Linked DNA regions of Hordeum vulgare: region 2 is linked to region 1. The links are chromatin contacts, called in public Hi-C maps. All regions are on one chromosome and are shown on one strand. Each heading gives the region's core, a stretch centred on a gene start, on an enhancer-like site or on the middle of the called end of the contact. The rest is flanking DNA. Distances are from core to core; before and after follow the strand shown.

Region 1 (5,222 bases), core at 2,594-5,093:
TCGGTGAAGATGGAGCCAGAGGCCGAGGCGGTGCCGGAGCGACGTGCCAGGGCCGTCGTCGGACCGGAGGATTTCCTCCCTCCGGCGGAGGCGCGGAGTGCACGAGAGGCGGAAGAGGACTAGCAGCGCCGCCGGAGGGAGGAGGAGATCGACACCGTGCTCTACGAGCAGGGTGTCGCGTCGGCCATCGCCTTCGGCCACAAGGTGGAGGAGTGGCGTCACGAAGCGAGTGCGCAGAAGCGCATCTACGTCGAGCTCTCCTCTAACGAGGACGACGACTGAATGTAGGATATCTACTACTGCACGAGCTCGACTCCGGTCAGCTCCATTTTGCGTAGTGCGGTAAGATAGGTAGTAGCTCTGGTGAGCTCCGATGAGCTCGAGTCAAAGAAAAAAATAGCGCACTAATAGCGTATTTGAAAACTAAACGCTATGTTGTGCATATTTCACTCGCTACGACACTATTCGCGTTAAATACGGCAATTTCGCGCTATAGCGTGTATCGACGCTATTTTTTCGACGCGGCGCTATTTTTTTGAGACGAATTTTTCATCAGCCCATTATCGGCGAGATGATGAGCTGCAATCTGCGGGTTCTTCTTCTGATTCGGATGATGATGCCATGGCAGCGAGTTCATCTGATTCTGATTGAGCTTATGCATCGCTATTGGGTGGCTCCTAAAGTCCTAAGTCCTTATTTCTGCTATTCTGGACCTTGTTTGTTGGCTGTTTAATTTATCTGTCTACTTTGTTTGTCTGAAATCTCGATGTATGAACTATTGAACTCTGAACAATGCTATATGCCTATATCTGGACCATGCTTTGCTATCTGAACAATGGTTTAGCCTTGGTTTTAGCTGCTGAAATCTGTCATTTGTGTTGCTATATGCTGAAATCTGAACAATGTTTTGTGACACGCTATTTTGCAAAATAGCATGCTATTAGCACGCTATTTCGTTCATAGTGTTTTTTTGAAGGCTGCGCTATTTCAAATAGCACGCTATTTTTTTCCTTGGCTCCAGTAGGTGATGCCCCCCTCTAGTACTGAATGTAGTTTGTATGATCATAACTATGGTTCTAATTTCGCCCGCGAATGTTTATTTTTCAAATTATGCAGTTTCATTATGCGGGTTTTGTTCTGCAACGTAATTTTTCGTCCCGCAACCCACTTCATCGAACTGCAATACGCGTTTGCATGTCATGATTATACATGATAGAGTTGTTCTAAAAGCTTTCAGATGGGCCGAACGGCTTCCTCTTGACCAGTGGTTGCATGTATTCCCAAATGCAGTACAGAAGAACGACGTGGTGAACAAATGACGCAGTGAACAGAACATGGTGGTGGCGACCTACACTTCGACGGTCTTCTGGTTGAGCGCCGTGTACCTCCACCTCTCCTTCTCCACGAAGTCGGCGTCCAAGAACTTGGCCACGAACGCCCACAGCTTGTACGCGTCCTCGAAGTTGGTCAAGAACCCCAGCGACGCATTCACCACATGGATCCCCATCTCGCCGCCGCCGTCGCTTGCCTGCTCAAGGACGGCGCTCCTGTCGGCCTCATACTTGTCAGCGAACCAGATGTTCCGCAGGAAGCCGCAGGTGAGGGAGATGCCCTGCCGGTCGGCAAGCTTCTGCACCAGCGCCGGCGCCACCTTCTCCCCCTTCCAGTCGTACACGTTGAACGCCAGCGAGGGCCCCCGCTCGAACTTGACGCGCGGCCCGTACACCCGTACCAGCTGCTTCCCTCCGCCGTGCTCCGGGTGCGGGTGCCGTAGCTTCTGCATCGCCACCACCAGCCAGTTGCTGATGCACCGCAGCCGGTTGCCGATGGCGATGAGGCCCAGCGCGTCCGCGTGGTCCAGCCCCCTGCACTCCACCTCCAGCACGCGCTCCTCCTCTGCTTCGACTGCTGCTGGCGGCGGCCATGGCCGAGTGTCTTCTTCGGCTTCGGATGGCCTACGGTCCACCTCGCAAATTTCCGGAGTGTCGCCGTTCTCGGCCTCGTCGGTCCTGCGACCGGTGGCGGTGGCGGTGGCGGTGGCGCTGAGCGGACCGGAAAAGGAGCAGCTGGTATCAAGATCGACATCGTCCGCCGTTGGCGGGTCGACCGCTTTGTGGAAGGTGAGCGAGTGCTCAAGGTCGGTGGAGTAGTCGTCGCGGAGCGACCACCGCCGCGCCGGAACGATGCTGACGATGCCGATGCTGCGCGCGACCGCGGAGCGCTCGAGCGCGCCGAGGCTGGCCTTCTTGACGAACAGCCCGGCGAAGCCCGAGGGGTTCTCGCCGAACACCTTGAAGAAATTGCAGACGATGAAGTCCGGGCGGAGGAGGGAGAGGCCGAGGGTGTCGAGGTCCTTGGCGCCGAGCGCGCACGCGTCCAGCGCCACGTGCCACCCCTGCTCCGCCGCGGCGCTCATCCAGAGGTACGGGTACCTCGCGCCGGTCATCCGGGACACCAGCGGGAACACGAAGAGACCACGGCCGCGCTGCCGCCGCCGCCCACGGAGCAGCTTCTTGCGGAGGTCTGCGGCGTGGACGCGCATGCTCGGCCACGCGAAGCTCGCGTGCATGACCTCCGCGCCGCGGTTGCGCGCGCTCTGGGCCATGGCACCCACCGCCTCGCTCTCGTAGTCGTACACAGAGAGCAGCTTCTTCCTGCCGCCGCCGGGAGTGAAGGAGTAGGATTCGGCCAGGAGCCGGAAGGCTGTGGTCCGGTTCGCCGTGCACACCATGGTGTACTCATCCTCGGGGATCTTGAGGGACGCCATGATGCGCCTCGTAACGGCGCCGCTGATGCCTCCTCCCGCCGCGGATTCGGCGGCGATGCCGTCCCCGCATTGCTGCACCTGCGATCGCAGGCTCGCCGACCTGTACGCGATGTCGAAGAAGGGCGGCTGCCACGCCGACGGCTCCGCCGGAGCGGACGTGGAGGGCACCGAGGAGTTCATCTGCGCGTGGGAGAAGAGGTTCATCCCGTTGTAGTCCAGGCAGACGTGGCGGTCGAGGTGCCTGTATTCCCCGTCCCTGATCGCGTCCGCCGTGCCGGCTAGCCCGCCGTACTGCGGGAACGCGGCGGCGAACTCCGAGTAGGCCTCGGGGAGCGCGGGGAGGGACTCGTGGTTGGTGAACACCGGCGCCCCGGGGAACAGCCCCGACGCTGCCGACCTGACGAAGTTGTGCCGCGACGTCCTCGCCGACGTGGTCGTGACGGTCGTGACCGTGGCCGTCCGCTTGGCGCGCACAGGCACGCAGCCGGGCATGCAGCCGTGCTCGCTGTCCGCAGGACCATTCGACGCCGATGCCGCCGGCATCTCGCGCTGCTTCTGCTTCTGCTTCTGCCTCTGCCTCTTGTCGTCGTCGTCGCCGGCTGCCGCGTTCTTGCTGCCCCTGGATAAGTACTTTGTGAAGAGGAAGAGCATGGTTGCCTCATGGGCGGGCTGTCGTTGGGCTAGCTAGCTCGGCGGGGGCGCCGGCCGGGCGCGGTCGACGCTGCTGTCTAGGAGCTGTCGGACAGCGACCGGATGGCCGGGGGCCGGCCGCGGCCGCCTCTTCCCGGCTCCTTGTTTGCTTCGCTAGCTGTAGCTGGTGATGAACGACGATGTGCGCGCCAGTGGATCTCCTGCTGCCGGGGGAAAGTTTTAGTTTCTCCTTAGGCTCACGCAGACAGCGACGTAGCAACAAAGCGTGAAGGAGCACCCATCTGGTTCATGGAGGCTGCTACGCAGTGCCAGTCAATGAGAAAACCGCTGACTCACAGATGATTATATAGGATTGTCTTCAACCTGAACATACATTCTCTTTTACGTATGATCGTGGAATCGTAAACCAGAGCAGACAGAGTTGCTTTCCCACTCCCCCGGATTCATGGATTTTTACTGTTTTTTTCCTCCAGTATTTATGCTTTCCAACATAGACTAGAGGTCGCCCTTGACGTTGACACGGTACTACTACTACCGACTACCGTCTGTTCCGTTGTGCCTAAAATTACCGTGGTTACAATGAGATCTCTATCCTATGCGATTCGGCCAACTTCACTGGACGACCCGTTCTGTCAGTCCCGTCCGTTTGGGGGTAAAAGGAACAAACAGGTCGACCCAGCGTGAGACGGTCCAGATTCATCTTGTCCGTGTTGTGTCCGGCACGCTTCATTTCGAACGCAAACTTGCGCGGGATTTGAATCGCGGCGGACATCAAACAGATGCGCTCGTCCGTGCCGGGACGCGTGGCAGGCGGCCACCTACCTTCCACCGTCCACATCAATGCGCACGAGCGGCCGGGCCCATCTGTCCTCCGCCTAGGGAACGATCACGGTCCTTCTTAAATGGGGAAGCCGTGGACCGATCGTCGTCCACAGTTCCCATCGACACCCCTCGACCTTCTCGAAACCCGACAGCCGTGAACCCTAGCAGCCTCCTCGAACTCGCCGGCCGCCCACATCGCAGCAGCCATGGGCCTGTGGAACTACGACCGCAAGGGCAACCACAACCGCGAGGCTGGCTCCTCGTCGGGCCGCCGCCGCGGCTTCGTGAAGGAGGAGGCCGCATCGCCACCGCGCCGTGCCTCCGCCGCGGCTCCCTTCACCATCGCCCTAGGCCAGCCAGCCATCGCGACCGGCAGTACCTCAATGTTGAGGTATGCCGGCGCTACTGGGAGACGAAGACGCCGGTCCGTGGAGCGACGTCCACCTCCCCAACGCGTGGCACCTCTCCGCCGACCGCGTCCCTATCTCGCCGGTGCCGACGAGCGACCGTGCGCGCCGCAAGGAGATCGAGCGTCGTCGTCGCCTCCTCCCCGACGACCTCTACTACGACGAAAGGTACGCCGCCGACTCCACCCTCTAGGACACCTGGCTCAGGGACGAGCACGACGTGCAGCGTGCCTCCTACTTCGCTGGCACGGTCTCGGGGCCGCCGCGGGCACGGGAGGTGCGCGGGCGTACACGGGTGCGCGGCCTCACGCCCACGTCCTCGCCTTCCCCGTCTCCGTCACCACCTCCACCTCCTCGCATGACGGAGGAGGAGGAGGCCCGGCTCATGCATCGCGTCATGGAGGACTCCATGACGACACATGATGAGTGCCAATGGCCGGGCTTGGACCGCGCCATGGCCCTCTCTGCGGCCGGCGACGTCGCCATCCCCGAGCAGATGGGGGAGGAGGAGGTGGCCACGTTCCCTCCGGAACTGATGGGCGCGTCATGGGGTTGGTCGTGCACCGCGCCGGAGA
Region 2 (5,418 bases), core at 2,097-4,596, 610 kb after region 1:
AATAAATAGTTTAATTAATAAATAAATAGTGAATTAATTAATATGACAATTAAGATTAATAGGTTAATTAGTGAAACTGTTAATTAATGTGTTTTATTATTTTGTTTTAGATAGTATGACACGTGGGTCCCTCCTACTAATTAAATTGATTAATTATTTGTTAATCTAAAAATTAAAATGTGTCTATGACACTTGGGACCCACTGATCATATTTGACCAGTCAAACCCTGTTGACTGCTAATGTCATGCTGACATCATCGCGATGTCCTATTTAATTATCTAATATAATTAAATCTATTAATTCCTAAATAATTAATAAAACTTTAAAAATTAATATAAAATAAACCGTAAGTCAGATGAAAATATTTTTAAACATGAAAGTTCATCTGCAAAACGAGACGAACCCGAATACGCTATCCGTCCGTTTGTCTCGCGTCCCTAGCATAGCAAACGTGGAACTTTGCCATCGTTTTCGTCTAACCGGTAGTAGCCAGAGACCTGGGAAATATCATCTGTTATTTTCCTGACCTGTCTATGGTGGATAGCACTGCGTTAGCTCATGCCTAACCCTGCTTTGCCATGTCATGCTTAGTGTTTGCATCGGTGTTATATTTATTGTTTCTTCCCCCCTCTTCTTATTGGTAGACCCCGAGACCGACGCTGCTGCCGGGTACATCTACCCTCCTGACGACCAGCCATTTGTCATAGAGCAACAAGGCAAGCAACCCCCCCCTTGATCATCCCTATACCGCCTATTTCTTTCTCCCTCATGCTTGCATTAGAATTTTGCTACTGTTGTAGTTAGCTCCTATATCTAATGCATAGCCAAATTTTGATGAAGTGCTACATTATTCTACTGCACCTTAAAACTGTTTAGTATAGGTGGAGCAGTCATCCTCCGTCCCTTAGTCCAGTTGCCCCGGTTTATCATCAAGTCTCGATCCCTGATCGACGAGCCAAGGCCCGACACAACACTTACACCCCCCTTAGTTGTACGACATTTCAGAGCTACTATCGGGTACCGAGGGTGACACCACGTGAAGTACTCATGATGATATCTCTGTAGTGCAGCTAGTCGGTCGTGGTTATCGAGGGTGATTCCTCCTTCACCACTCCCGACGATGACTCTATCATGCAACCCCTCAAGTGAGAGACCCTCGAGGGTGATTCCTCTATGTCCACCTTGATGGTTACATCGTTCGGAATCCAACGAGGGTGATACCTCGAATCCCCCTCATGTTACAACCACACAGTTACATGACCATGTTACCGGGAACATTGATGAATAATGTTTGGCGGGTGGATTCCCGTGTGGTTGTATCGTTGAGTTAATTGAAATGTTAATGGATTTGGGTATTTGATCTGTGTTGGTCGGAGACCTTATTACGCATTAACTGTCTATGTGGGAGAAGTTATGCGTACTCGGCGTCGTGGTATGAGCCGAACCTCTTCAGACGTCAGCAATGGAGCGGCGCGCGCCCGAGTGGTCCGGATAGGCATCGCGCTTGTAATAAGGGGTGCTAGGACTAACTTTGCCCGCCCTCGCATCGTGCAGGAGTGCAAAGGGTGATGGGCCCATGACCCGTGCGTGCTTAGGATTTAGACCGGCGGGTTGGCCTCTCTGTTGAGTCTAGGTGGGGCTGCAACGTGTCGATGATCCGAGGCCGGGCATGACCCAGGGAAGTGTGTCCGACTAGAGTTTATCGAGCGTGACGGGGAATATGTTGTGCACCCGTGCAGGGAAGAACTTATCTATTCGAATACCTTTGTCCACGGTTATAGGACGACTTGTAGTTGTGCCCCGATCTTATACAACTACAACTGTTACTTAACTGGAATGTTGCTCCGGGATTGCTTCCTCGCAGGGAGTCGAGGGAGAATCTCTGGGCGTGACCTCATATTAATATTGCTGCAACAATATGACTAGTATTTGTGTTACCTTGTTCTACTCTCGTCTATTGCTGCAAGACCGTTGAAGATGCTAGTCTTTGTTAGGACTAGGCCTTCTCTCTCTATTGTCGCATTGCTCATGCATATAACCCCCTTTCCTTGATACTGATGCATACTTAGCATAGTTCTTATGTTTGTCGTGCGAGTACTTTGGATGAGTACTCACCGTTGCTTTGCTCCCCTTTCCCCCTTGATCCGTGGCTGCGACCAAATAATGGAGCCTAGGAGATGGAGTATCCTGTCGATGACGACCGCTACCCCGACGGTGCCTACTACTACGTAGAGGCCGCTGAAGACCAAGAGTAGTTAGGAGGCTCCCAAGCAGGAGGCCTTCGCCTCGTTCTATCGTTGTATCTTTTGTGCTAGCCTTCTCTAAGGCACCTCATGTTTAATGTTTGTACTCAGATATTTGTTGCTTCCGCTGACTCGTGTGTTTATCGAGCTTCTATATTCTAGCCCTCGAGACCCCTGGCTTGTAATAGGAAGCTTGTATGTTTTATATGTGTCTAAGAGTTGTGTTATGATATCTTTTCGTGAGTCCTTGAGCTTGGTTGTACGCATTTGCGTGTTTGGTTAGCGTACGATCAAACCGAGGACGTCACATTCACTCGCCGAATGTCCGGGCCATGGGCCGGATGTCCGGCCGCTGTAGGCTTCGCGGGCCTCCATTTGATGATCTTCATCGTCCCTCTTCGTGGGTCTTGGCCATCACTCCGAGTGTCTCACAGGTCACCTTCATGGTACCTAAGCATTCATAGTGTTTTCGCTTGAGGTAGCGTCCATGTCTCGAGTGAATTGAAATGAGAGGGATTTAGAAACGGGTTCACTTTATGTTCAATGACACTTGGGTTTGGGAAGTAGTGGGAGTGTACATGAGGATGACCGTAAGATGCTTCGCATCACACACTCAACTTAGCCAAATTAGGGATACAATCTACCAAACCTTGTGACGTCTATACAACGCCTTTTGCGGCATGTAAGCCGAGCGACGCTCACACGCTATTTTTGTCGGCCGGATCAGCAAGCAAAATGAGCGTTGCTCACTCCCCCTTGCTCGGTTTTCACGGTCGACTATGGCCGGTTGATCACTGACGGATTGACCAGCTGACTATTGACTTAAAAAAACATGAATCTAATTTTTTTTCATAAAAATTGAAAGTAGTTCACATTGTCAAAAAAAGTTCACAATTATTAAAAAAATTTGAAATTTTAGAAGAAGTTTCGTAGAGTGAAAAAAAATCGTAAATTTGATAGGAGAGGTTTGGGCCAGATCCTATTCGGCGCTTAATGCGCCTCTTATTGTTTTCTGCAATTAGCCCAGTGCACGGCGCAATGTGTCACAAAAATCTTGCGGAAAATCCGAGATCGGCGTAACGCGACTAGGCTAGTGGCACCGAGCCCATCTACGCCATCCGTCTGCGGGGGCACCACAAACCAGAAGAAGAAATGGCAGCGGGCCCCACGCCATCCACCGCCGCGTCCTTCCGGCCGCCCCTGCCGCCTCCGCCGCCGTGCTTCGACTACCGGTCCGCGTCACTCGCCGACACGCGTGCCACCACAGCCGCTTCGAACCCCGCGCTGGCTGAGTTGGTCGAGTCCGGCGCACTGGTGCGCATCCCGCGGCGGCGGTTCGGGCCGGTGCCGGCGTGGCGGCCGCCGGACTTCGCTGAGCCCGACGAGGTGTGGATCCTCGGGACCTCGCACCTCTCCGCGGAGTCCGCCGATGAGGTCGAGCGCGTGCTCCGCGCCATCCGCCCCGACAACGTCGTCGTCGAACTCTGCCGGAGCAGGCATGATCCAGCATCCCGATCGACCGATCACATATCATCACCGTTTCTCTCTTGGAAATCTGAGCGGTGCCTTTGCAGTGCCCTTACTACAGAGCCGGGATCATGTACGCTTCCGACGCCGCCTCCGGCGAGCCGCTGTTGAAATCCAACATGTTCTCGCTCGGTGGCACCAAGTTCTTCGGAGCCGTCAACCGGAGCATCAACCTGGGTATGTAGTACTGTATGTACTACCTGAGATTCGTCGAACAAATGGAACGCTGTTGATTTCATTGCCATCTTTTCGGGACGGTGCAGGTGGACAGAGTGCTCTTGCTCTGCGTTTGCTCCTAGCTGTGTTTTCGTCCAAGATTTCTTCTGGCGCGAACAGGCCGTTTGGGGAGGAGGTACTCTGTTTGGCCATGTCAATATTTCACATAATGTTAATTTGTTATGGAACGAGTCAGCACCTCAAATTGTTTTGTTACTAATGTAAATATGTAATGCTCCTGCAGTTCCGAGCAGCTAGGAGGGTGTCTGAAGATATTGGTGCTCAGCTCGTTCTTGGGGATCGCCCCATTGAAATAACTGTATGTGGACATCTGCAATTAAGCAAGCTGATCATTTTTTTTTTTTTTTTGAAACGAGGCAAAAGACTTCCATTTTCATTGAATAAGGAGAAGAGTGTGTTCACAACAGCGCACATCCGCAAAAGCAAGCTGATCATATGCTAGTTATATGTGTGTCACTGATGGTGTCACATTTTGTTCTTGTAGCTTGAACGAGCTTTGAAATCCCTCAGCTGGGATGAAAAGACGAAACTCATAATCTCATTATTCCGTGGAATCACTTCAACAACCGATATGCCGGTAAGTGCTACCTACTCGTGCTCCTGTTTCCAATCTTCTTGTTAATCAATTTGCCAAAGTACCAGCGTTTGCAGTTATTACTGTCTTAGTCTTACTGACATGCATGTCTGACTGCTAACTATCAGCAGCAGGATGAGAAAGCTGCGGTTAGCCCATACGAGTTGTACGAGAAGCTTAGCAGCTCATATCCTTCACTGCTCCAGCCTCTCATACATGAGCGCGACATGGTACGATGGCGCTTCTCCGCAACTTTCATCTGAAAATTCCAACTTACTCCGTACTTCATCTGAAAACAAACCAATATTTGCCTCTGAAGCATGAACGTATATATTATTATTTTTGCATGTGTTGCTTCTCAGTTCCTGGCTTGGTCCCTAAAGAGGAGCAAGGCCGTGAACAAGAGCAAGACGGTGGTTGGGGTCATGGGGAAGGGGCATATGAACGGCGTGGTGTACGCGCTGATCTCTGACCAGGGGGACCTGAGGTTCCGCGACCTCGTCGGCAGGGAATCGTCGGAGACCTGGGCTAGCTCCGTCGTCAAGGGCCTGGTCAGGGATACGGTGATAGGGCTCGCGCTTTGGGCTCTGTACGAACTGCTGCAGGCTGCCGCCTACATATAACGTTGTAGCTGAAATCCATTCTTAATACTGACATTTGTAAGCGTGCACGCTCTTTGCAAGATCGATGCAGCTTCAGATTGTAAAGTCAAGTCCCTGTGTAAACTTTTACAAGACGTTGAAGGGATTTCCGACAACCCTAGAACATAAACACTATCTAGCTCGTCGTTTCTATATTGAACAGTAACGTTACGGTCTATGACGTTGTCAAAAAGG

Evidence for each region. Hi-C and Micro-C count contacts between places; a contact is called where the count stands out from the background.
Region 2: a Hi-C map of leaf shows a contact between it and region 1, with 5 times the contacts expected there. The contact joins the promoter of LOC123411800 here to the promoter of LOC123412456 in region 1. A contact is called at or near these places in 1 of 6 Hi-C or Micro-C datasets (leaf) and 1 of 1 datasets of contacts at active chromatin or transcription factors (embryo).

What each region holds. Positions count from the first base shown.
Region 1 is chr7H:226,184,452-226,189,673 of MorexV3_pseudomolecules_assembly, forward strand. It overlaps LOC123412456, which reads right to left and starts at 3,844. Exons shown (of 1, transcript XM_045105405.1): 1 at 1,239-3,844. The coding sequence starts at 3,418. The coding sequence ends at 1,349.
Region 2 is chr7H:226,794,662-226,800,079 of MorexV3_pseudomolecules_assembly, forward strand. LOC123411800 (traB domain-containing protein) reads left to right here and starts at 3,347. Exons shown (of 7, transcript XM_045104762.1): 1 at 3,347-3,740; 2 at 3,833-3,948; 3 at 4,035-4,123; 4 at 4,232-4,306; 5 at 4,493-4,585; 6 at 4,717-4,812; 7 at 4,945-5,399. The coding sequence starts at 3,397. The coding sequence ends at 5,205.